Linked DNA regions of Sus scrofa: region 1 is linked to region 2. The links are chromatin contacts, called in public Hi-C maps. All regions are on one chromosome and are shown on one strand. The core of a region is the stretch at or near the end of the contact, and the rest is flanking DNA. Distances in the headings are between cores, read along the strand shown. Region 1 holds the start of CCDC88A (girdin). Region 2 holds the start of CFAP36 (cilia and flagella associated protein 36).

Evidence for each region. A called contact is a pair of places that touch in the nucleus more often than the background predicts.
Region 1: a contact with region 2 is called in a Hi-C map of liver, with 2.8 times the contacts expected there. The contact joins the promoter of CCDC88A here to the promoter of CFAP36 in region 2. A contact is called at or near these places in 1 of 5 promoter capture datasets (fetal liver), 5 of 47 Hi-C or Micro-C datasets (fetal heart ventricle, fetal skeletal muscle, heart right ventricle and 2 more) and 2 of 2 datasets of contacts at active chromatin or transcription factors (alveolar macrophages and skeletal muscle).

The regions. Positions count from the first base shown.
Region 1 is chr3:85,808,322-85,812,695 of Sscrofa11.1, forward strand. It overlaps CCDC88A (girdin), which reads left to right and starts at 2,722. Exons shown (of 39, transcript XR_002342714.1): 1 at 2,722-3,626; 2 at 3,726-3,826.
Region 2 is chr3:85,740,060-85,744,337 of Sscrofa11.1, forward strand. It overlaps CFAP36 (cilia and flagella associated protein 36), which reads right to left and starts at 2,370. Exons shown (of 10, transcript NM_001244775.1): 1 at 2,082-2,370. The coding sequence starts at 2,193. LOC102163556 (a long non-coding RNA gene) reads left to right here and starts at 2,576. Exons shown (of 3, transcript XR_302482.3): 1 at 2,576-2,820.

The DNA.
Region 1 (4,374 bases), core at 1,472-3,971, 69 kb after region 2:
TAGCTTTGCAAATATTTATAAGATTCTGGTTCAGGGTGAGTCTCTCACTTCCTGTAACATAAATCAAAATGGAGGTAAACATTGCTGTTTTGGGCCTACAGGTAGTGTTATGTAAGTGCAATCTGCAGGGAAGTCTCAATTAAAATACACTGGGAAGAATCATTCTCTAGTGATTCCTAAATTGCATCATGGTTCATTCCAACCATTTACTTTCTTATTAGAAGAAACTGGAGCTAATAACTGAGATCCTAACCAGGTGGGCATGATTTTTCCAAAGTCCTTTCCTGGGAAATTTAACATTTTAAGAAAGGATAAATTCAGGACAAATGACTATTAAGCACAAAACAAAAGTACCTTGAAGAAATCTTGAGAACTCTCTTCCAAAGTGAAAAGAGGATAGGAGGAAACTTTTGGATTTAATATTACAGGATGTTGCAATCCAAAGACCATTAAACTGTGTATAATGTACAATTCCTCTTTTACCAGACAGAGAAGTTTCCTGATTGTCCTCTTGAGAGATCATAGAGAATTTCTAAGGCTGCTGTTGAACTAGGGAATTGTGAATTCATAGGTTTTCAAATAAGTTACTCCAGACCTCAGTCTGGTCTAAAGCTTCCTGTTTTTACAATTAACTCCTCATGTTTCTTTGTTGAGAGAGAGAGAGAGAGAGAGAGAGAGAGAGAGAGAGAGAGGGAGAGAGAGGGAGAGTGTGTGTGTGTGTGTGTGTGTGTGTGTGTGTGTGTGTGTAAAGCCTAAAGATAGACCAGGAAGCATCTGGGGCCATCTGGTTCTAAAGGGGAATCCAGATTTCTGTGAGGGTTAGCTACTAAATGTAAAGAGGGCAAGAAATGACATTTTAACATACAACTCCTGTGCTGACTCTTCAGTCACTGCTGCCCCAAATGCACTTAACTTGGACTTGGTGTTAAACCTGATGGTTTTTTTTTTTTTTTTTTTTAATGAATGAAGAAGTTCTGGTTTGTCTGCAGATAAACCACACTACAGGCATGAACACTTCCATGTTGTTTAGTTGAGCTTCTGAGGGATTACAAAGAAAAGTGGACATGTTGGGCATCAGACTCTTCCTGAAATCAATACTTCCTTCTTGGTGCCTGCTCACTCTTGGTCTATGTTTCCAAATAAAGGATTGTGATTAAGAAAGAGTCATCAAGAGCAGAAGGAAAAGATTGCTAGCAACCAGGATGACCCAAGTCATGGGTAGGCCAGGGCAATGTAAGATTCTACTCTGAATACCACCTAGCTAAGTGTCACATGAATGTATCCTCATTTTAATTAAGATGATTTGAGAAGGACATTTCCCTGCTTTCTAAAGCAAGATTCTTTCTCCTGCAACTGAAGTAAGAGAGGTTGCATTTCAAGTTTTTTCCTCAAGATTTTTAATTTGAGTGCAAAAATGATTAAAAAAAACCCACCAATAACAATTACAAAGCACTTACTGTAAGTTGCCACTTAATTTAACTCTATTAATTTAACCCTGCTTTACACATGAAGGAAATGAATCTCAGAGAGGTTCAGAGACATGCCTATGCTCACACAGCTGTTAAGTATCTGAGCCTGGATTTGAATCCGGCAGGAAGACTCTAGAGCCCAGGCTCTTAACAACCTAATTAAGAAATTGTGCTGTTCTTAATTTAGTGTTATGACAAAAACATTTTTACTGCTAATTTAAAATATAAGTATTCAAAGCAGATATTTATGTAAATGTAAACGGCACACGTTGAAAACTATAATATATTTTTTCTCAAAAAAATTGTTTTACATGACATTTTGTCCCAGGGAAAAGATATTTATTTTCCTTCAAAATGAGGAGTAACACTTGATTTTGCTGGGGAACTGTTAAAATTACTTTGATGGTTCTAGTCGTGCACAGCATTGAGATTTATGACAAATATGTAATCTGTTTATTTGTCACCCAAATTGGATGACTTCCAAATGTTTCCTCTTAGTAGCTCTTGATTTTGTTTGGATTTTTTTCAATCACCAAATAGTCAAACAACAATGTCTGAATCACGTTTGCACCAGTCAGGAAATATCAACACGTTTTAAGACTTTGGTTATTTGAAATCCTACTACATGCACTTGCAACTTTGAAGAGCATGCCTGCTTTCGTGGACTGGTTTTTTGTTTTTGTGTGTGTGTGTTTAGGAGAAGAAAAAAGGAAAAAAAAACAAAACAAAAAAAAACAACCCACTAACTTTCCAGCTCAGGTCCGTCGTTTGCGATTTACTGCAGTGAGTTTTCCTATTCCGTTTTGCTGGAGAGATCACGCTTAACAGATCAAATCTAACTGTCCGAAAAAAGCTGTCTGCATCCCTCATGTTTAAAAGGGAGGGATTTCGTTCCCTTTCCTTCACACATCAAAGAAGGCACTCAGGGAGGAAATAAACCATAATTAGGCAGAACGAGCTAGCAGACAGAGACCCCTTCCTCAGCCTTCCCCATCCCCGCCCCCCAGGCCCTGGCAACCGTCCTGGGAGCGCGCGAGGCCCGGGCCGCCGCAGCAGCTGCAGCGAGCGCGCGTCCACGCCGCGCCCGCCGCCAGGATCTGGGCGGCGGCGGGGGCCGGGCCGGGGTGCGCGCGCTCGGGAGCGCGCTCATGCAGCGGTTTTTCTTCTCCCACAATCCAGAGGCTGCGGCGCGGGAGGGGCGGGGAGCCGGCGGAAGGATATGGGCGCGGAAGGAGCACTCGCTCTCTTTGACGGCGGGCTGGCGGCGCTGGTTGGTAGGCGAGGAGCGGGGTGTGATGCGGCACTGCGGTTCTGAGGCCGTTACTCCGGCTCCTCCAGAGAGGGCGGAGGAGGAGGCTGGAGCGCGGCGGTGATTTTGTGCCAGGGCTTCCCAGAGGCGCGCTGAAAAGGCTGGCAGGGCTCGGGAAACTGGGGGCTTAGGGACACACATTCAAGCCCCCACCCCCGGGAGGGGAAGGGGGCAGGCGGCAAGGCTCAGGGTCGGCGAAAGGATGGTGTGTGCTCGGGGGGAAGGGGCGAGCCCTGCCTGTCGTTGGTGAGGGGCTGCGGGCTGGGGAGGCTCTGAGGGTCAAAGCGGCTCCATGCCCACTGGTGGGTGGAACGTGTTGAGGAGAACGCGGAGGTCGAGCCTGGCGGCAGCTAAGAACCTTTAACGTAGTATCTAACGTGAGATTTCATTTATCCCACACTGGGATTAATTCATTGGGGGCAGCCTCGCAGGTCTGGCTCCTCCAGGAGCTGGGCAACCTTGACGGGCTTTTTGTCTTGCTGTTCCAGCCCCTTCTCCCTTCCTCCTCCTCCAGATGCCTTTTCTCTGCCCCTCCTCGCCCGGTACAGACATTTCCAGCGCAGGCTACCGCTCGTGGTTGCTATCGAATCCGCTTACCAGGATTTCAGCTCGGTTCCCCCTGGGGTGTTTTTTGAGGTGGGAGAGTTTTTCTCCCCTCCACGATGGGATTTTCATCCTATGCCAAAATGGACTTTAATTGATTTCTACTCACTTTAGCGTTTAGTGACCAATTCCTTAGGCTTATTTTTGTGATAGTTCCTTTTTTCAAGTACATTATCTGTAAAATGGAGAACGAGATTTTTACTCCCCTTCTGGAGCAGTTCATGACCAGTCCCTTGGTCACTTGGGTAAGTGGGGCGTTATTTTTTGTGTATTTAGCTGCATTATTTGTGCCTGCAGAGATGGAGGTGGGCGTTCGTGTCGTGATGATCATCATTCTGTTCTAGGTTAAAACGTTTGGACCTCTGGCTGCAGGAAATGTGACCAACCTGGACGAATATGTGGCTTTGGTGGATGGGGTATTCTTGAACCAAGTTATGCTCCAAATGTAAGTGTTCTTCTTTTTTTCTTTCTAGACAATTCTTTTTTTTTTTTTTTAAATGGCATACTGTGAACTTAGAGACTTTGTATTTTAAGATCCTAATTTAGTTCTTTGGACGGAAAAATTCAGGTGGTTTTTAGAATTGGACCTTGAAAGGAGTAGTAATCTTACGCCCAGCCCATTTATCACAACCAGTAATTATGCCTGTTAAAATTGTGAAACTTTAATTTTCCCTTCTGCAAATCGTGCATTGTCACTTATTGTCTTCAGTGCTGAAATCCAAACCACGTTGTGTCCTCTTTGATAATTTGGTAAAATGAGGAGGAGAATTAGAATAGTTTCCTAAGGGGGGAAAAAGCCTTTACTGTGAAGTTATGTGCATTTGGTGCAGAAATGTTTCTTATTAACCTTTGTGTCTAAAAATAAATGGCTCAAATTTTGAAACTGATGAAGTAATAACAGATTTCGGAGGAGAGAATTTCAGACAACAGTTCTGATTGGTGAGGACTGTTGCTGTAGCAAGTAATTTATATGCATATAATAACTAATGTGAT
Region 2 (4,278 bases), core at 1,120-3,619:
ATTTAAATTCTATTTACCTGCCTGTCTTCTCCACCAAATTATAAACTTCTCAGGCATAAGGATTTATTTTATTCATCTTTCTATCCTCAGCTTTTCGCCCAAGGACACGCAATACATACTGAAGCAATTGTTGATATTACAAATTATTACAATAATTTTTAAATTATTTGAGGTGGAGACTAGAACATTGACAACCCAAAGTCAGTGAAATATAAATACTGCTATAAATACTGTTAGAAATACTGAAATATAAATACTGTTATGTTTGTGTCCCTGGGATATTACCTCCATTTATTCTGACTCTATATAACACTGGGCATACATGCAATACAGCAGCTACTTAAGCTGTTTTCAGTTAATTTTGAGGCCAAATTACTACATTACATGTTTATAAGGATGAGGATTACTGTTTCCCTGTAAAATTACACAGTGTTATAACTAAGATGCAGCCTCTTTTGATGTTTGGGGATAAAAAGGACAATGTTTTGTTTTGTTTTTTTCCATTTCTGCATTTAGTTTCAGTGGGGCACATGGAATCAAAAGGTGACATAATTTCTTTTTTCTCCTAAATGAGGTCAGAATACCACAGGCTTCATCAGTCTCATAATAACATTACCTTCTTTAAAGGAGCATAAGTAAAAGTCACTTCGAACTTCCTTTTAAAATTACCTTTAAGAACAATACTTAATAAATACTATTTGAGGAGTTCCCCGTGAGTGGCTCAGCAGGTTAAGAATCCTACTAGTATCCATGAGAATGTGGGTTCAGTCCCTGGCCTTGCTCAGTGGGCTAAGGATCTGGCATTGCTGTAAGCTTCGGCCTAGGTCACAGATGCAGCTGGGATCTGGCATTGCAATGATTGTGGCAAGGTCGGCAGCTGCAGCTCTAAAGTGACAGCTAGCCTGGGAACTTCCACATGCCGTACGGTGTGGCCATAAAAGAAAAAAATACCATTTGAATTTTGTTCATGGCAATGAGAATGTAATGAAAAGATTCATATGTCAAAGTAAATTTCATCTTTACCAGATTCATAAAAACTTGGGATTAAAAGGGCTCTTAAAAGATCATCCAGGATAAATTGGATTCCCCTCTATAACTCCATTAAGTTGTTGTCATACTCATTCAAACACTGTCGGTGCCTGTGGAACCCATTACCTTCTGAGGCAAATGAATTGATCTGGGATACACTCTGTTAGGAAGCACTTCCTTCACAGAAATTTGTTTCCCTGTAGCTTGTACCCACTGACCCTAGCTCTATCTCACTGAACCTTACCAAAAAAAGTCTAATCTCTCCGATATAAGACAGATGCTCAAACGATTAATGGATATTACTACCCTTAAAGACTTGCCCGCCTAAACAAGCATGATAACAGTTGGGAAGTATTCACATGACATCGCTTCTTGTTCCTTTTCCATGAATGGGCTCCAATTTATCTCTAAGAACTGAAGGCAAAATTCCAAGGGTGAACTGATAAGAACCTGGGGGCACCATTTCCTCAGAGGGAATGTTATGTCACGTTTATATACCTCATTTTTTTTACAAGATACACCACCACCGCCCCCATTTTTGGTACTGCTGAAAGTCAGAGAGTTCAAAAGGGGGGCTGCAGGCCACTAGGATCATCAGCTCTGGGCCTTCTGGAGTAATCACATACCACTCCTACCCCACTCCCACGTTTTAGTCAATTGTTGGAATCAGAAGGAACTCAGGAGACAACTAAGGTCTCTCCTCCCAAGTCAATGGGGAAGTTGAAAAAGCCCACCCAAACAGTGCATTTGCCCAAGGCAGAAAGGTGAAGGAGAGGGTGAGAGGCCCAACAGAGGCCTCCCACAGGATTAAAGTCTAATGTTTTTCGGATGTGTCCTTGGGCCCAGGGAGTGAGGTATCTCGACTCCCGTTTTCATCCGTGAAGGAAAAGATGGGCGCAGTGATAGCAGTACATCCTAAAAACCAGCTCTAAACCTAGCTGACAAGAGTGGAGATCAGGGAGATGAGAGGTGGTTTGTGGTAACCATCTCTCTGCCAGCTGATGGTGTGAGAGAGGTGAGAAAGGATAGACGACTCGGGCTCTGGATTTTACCTTCACATTTCTGCTCCACAAAGTCCAAGATGGGGATGGACCAGTCCGGGCCTCGCAGGAAACCCGCAATGCTCTCCACCACCCATTCCACCTCGTCCTCTTCTGCAGCCATCCCGCGCCCACCCGGTGCCGCGGAGCACCAGGCCAGATCCCAGGAGCCTGTAAGGCCTTTCGGGTGCAGGGAGCGAAGAAGAAACAGGAGGAGAACCAGCTGCCCCCGCAATCTCCCAGCTGCCTAGAAGAAAGCTGCAAACCGGTTAACGTAATATGGTCGCTATGGCAACACGCGTAGTCTCCCCAGGCAGTAGCCCGGAAGTGAAGCCTCCTTTTTTGGAGCCTGCGCAACTCACAGTGTTGGCATTTGAAGAATGCTTCCGATTGGCTGGAAAGGAAGAGCAAGTCGAAAAGGTAGCCTTCTGCCCATTGGTCCGGAGTTGCTGGGGCCGAGAACAAATGTGTAGCCATTGGCTGGAGGTCCTAGAAGGAATGTTAACGTTCCCTCCCGAGCAGTGGCTTGGGACCGAAGCTTAGAAGTGGCACAGTGAGGGCGCACCTGGTCCTCCCTGAAGAGGCTTCAGTTCACGGTTGCATCCCCACCCCTCAGTTCCGACCATTTTCAGACACACTGGCCCAGAAACGTTTGTAATTAAAGGGTTGTTTGAAAGTACAAACCCGAGCAAAGTAGCTCTGTAAGATTTGCTGATTGGCTCAGAAGTCAGCTTGCACCGTCTAGCTGCAGGTGGGTCTTTAAATTTTCTTAAGTAGATAGAAATAACTAGAATTAGATTTTCAAGAGCAAAGTCAAAGTGAATGTTACTTTAAACGAATTTCTGAGTAACCTAACCTTGTATTAAATAACAAGCTCTTGTTTTAGATTGGGGTCCTTTGTAGAATGGGTCTTCAAAGGTCATTGAGAGAGTACTTGGCGTCCCAAAATATTTTCAAACAACCTTACATGTATTTGCATAAACGGGGTCATATTATATGCAGCTATGAAACTTTGATCACTTAATATATAATCTTTTCTTGTAAACATATGAAACCATCATTTCTTTACAGCTACATAGTATCCTATAAACCACCGCCCTTTCAAGATATATGTATATGCATATATATTATGCATTATCTTATTTGGATGCATAGACGTGATTAGTGTGCAGGTTTTTTTCTTCCCTCTGTGGTGTTGGTGTACAATGCCGTTTTTCACTTTTACAAACTGCTGAAATGAACATCTGTGTGTCTCTAAGAACTGTTGGTTTTATTGACTATTCCAGGAGATAGATTCTAGCAGAATTGCTAAATGAAAGACTATATATGCCTTGACTTACCCGATCGACCCTCAATTGCTAGATTAAATTACTTCAGCTTCTTAAATTCTTAAATAATTCTGTACTGAACATACTTTCACATGTTTTTGAACCCTCGTGTCATTACTTACTTTGAATAAATTCCCAAAGGAAAGGTTAGGCTCGGTAACCTATTTTTAAAGTCATTTTGAAAAATATCTTTGCCAATCTACTACATTAAAATGGTACATAGTTGTTTTTTTGTTTTTTTGTTTTTTTTTTTTTTTTTGGTCTTTTTTGCCATTTGTTGGGCCGCTCCTGCGGCATATGGAGGTTCCCAGGCTAGGGGTCTAATCGGAGCTGTTGACACCAGCCTACGCCAGAGCCACAGCAACGCGGGATCCGAGCCGCGTCTTCAACCTACACCACAGCTCACGGCAACGCCGGATCGTTAACCCACTGAGCAAGGGCAGGGATCGAACCCGCAACCTCATGGTTCCTAGTCGGATTCGTTAACCACTGCGCCACGACGGGAACTCCGGTATTTTTTTTCTTAAAAAAAATCTTGGAAGAGCTTTTTATATATTATTATAAGGATTTTAACTCTTTGTGACATGTTGCAATGACATCTTTGTCATTTGTCTTTAACTTAGTTAAATGTGTCTTTTGCCATAGAGGAGTTTTATATTGTTTATGTAGACTTTAAACTGCAGACAGTAAGTTATTTTTCTTAATGGATAATCATGCTCCAAACACTATTTGCTAGAAATGGGTATGGTAAAGTGTGGTGGTTTTTTAATTACTGAGAAGAGGCTAAAGGAAAGAAGGACATCATCATTCTTGGGCTAAAATATTGTGACAGCAGTAGTGGATTATTGTGTTTATTGTTCTGTCTTCCTGTCTTCTGAAAG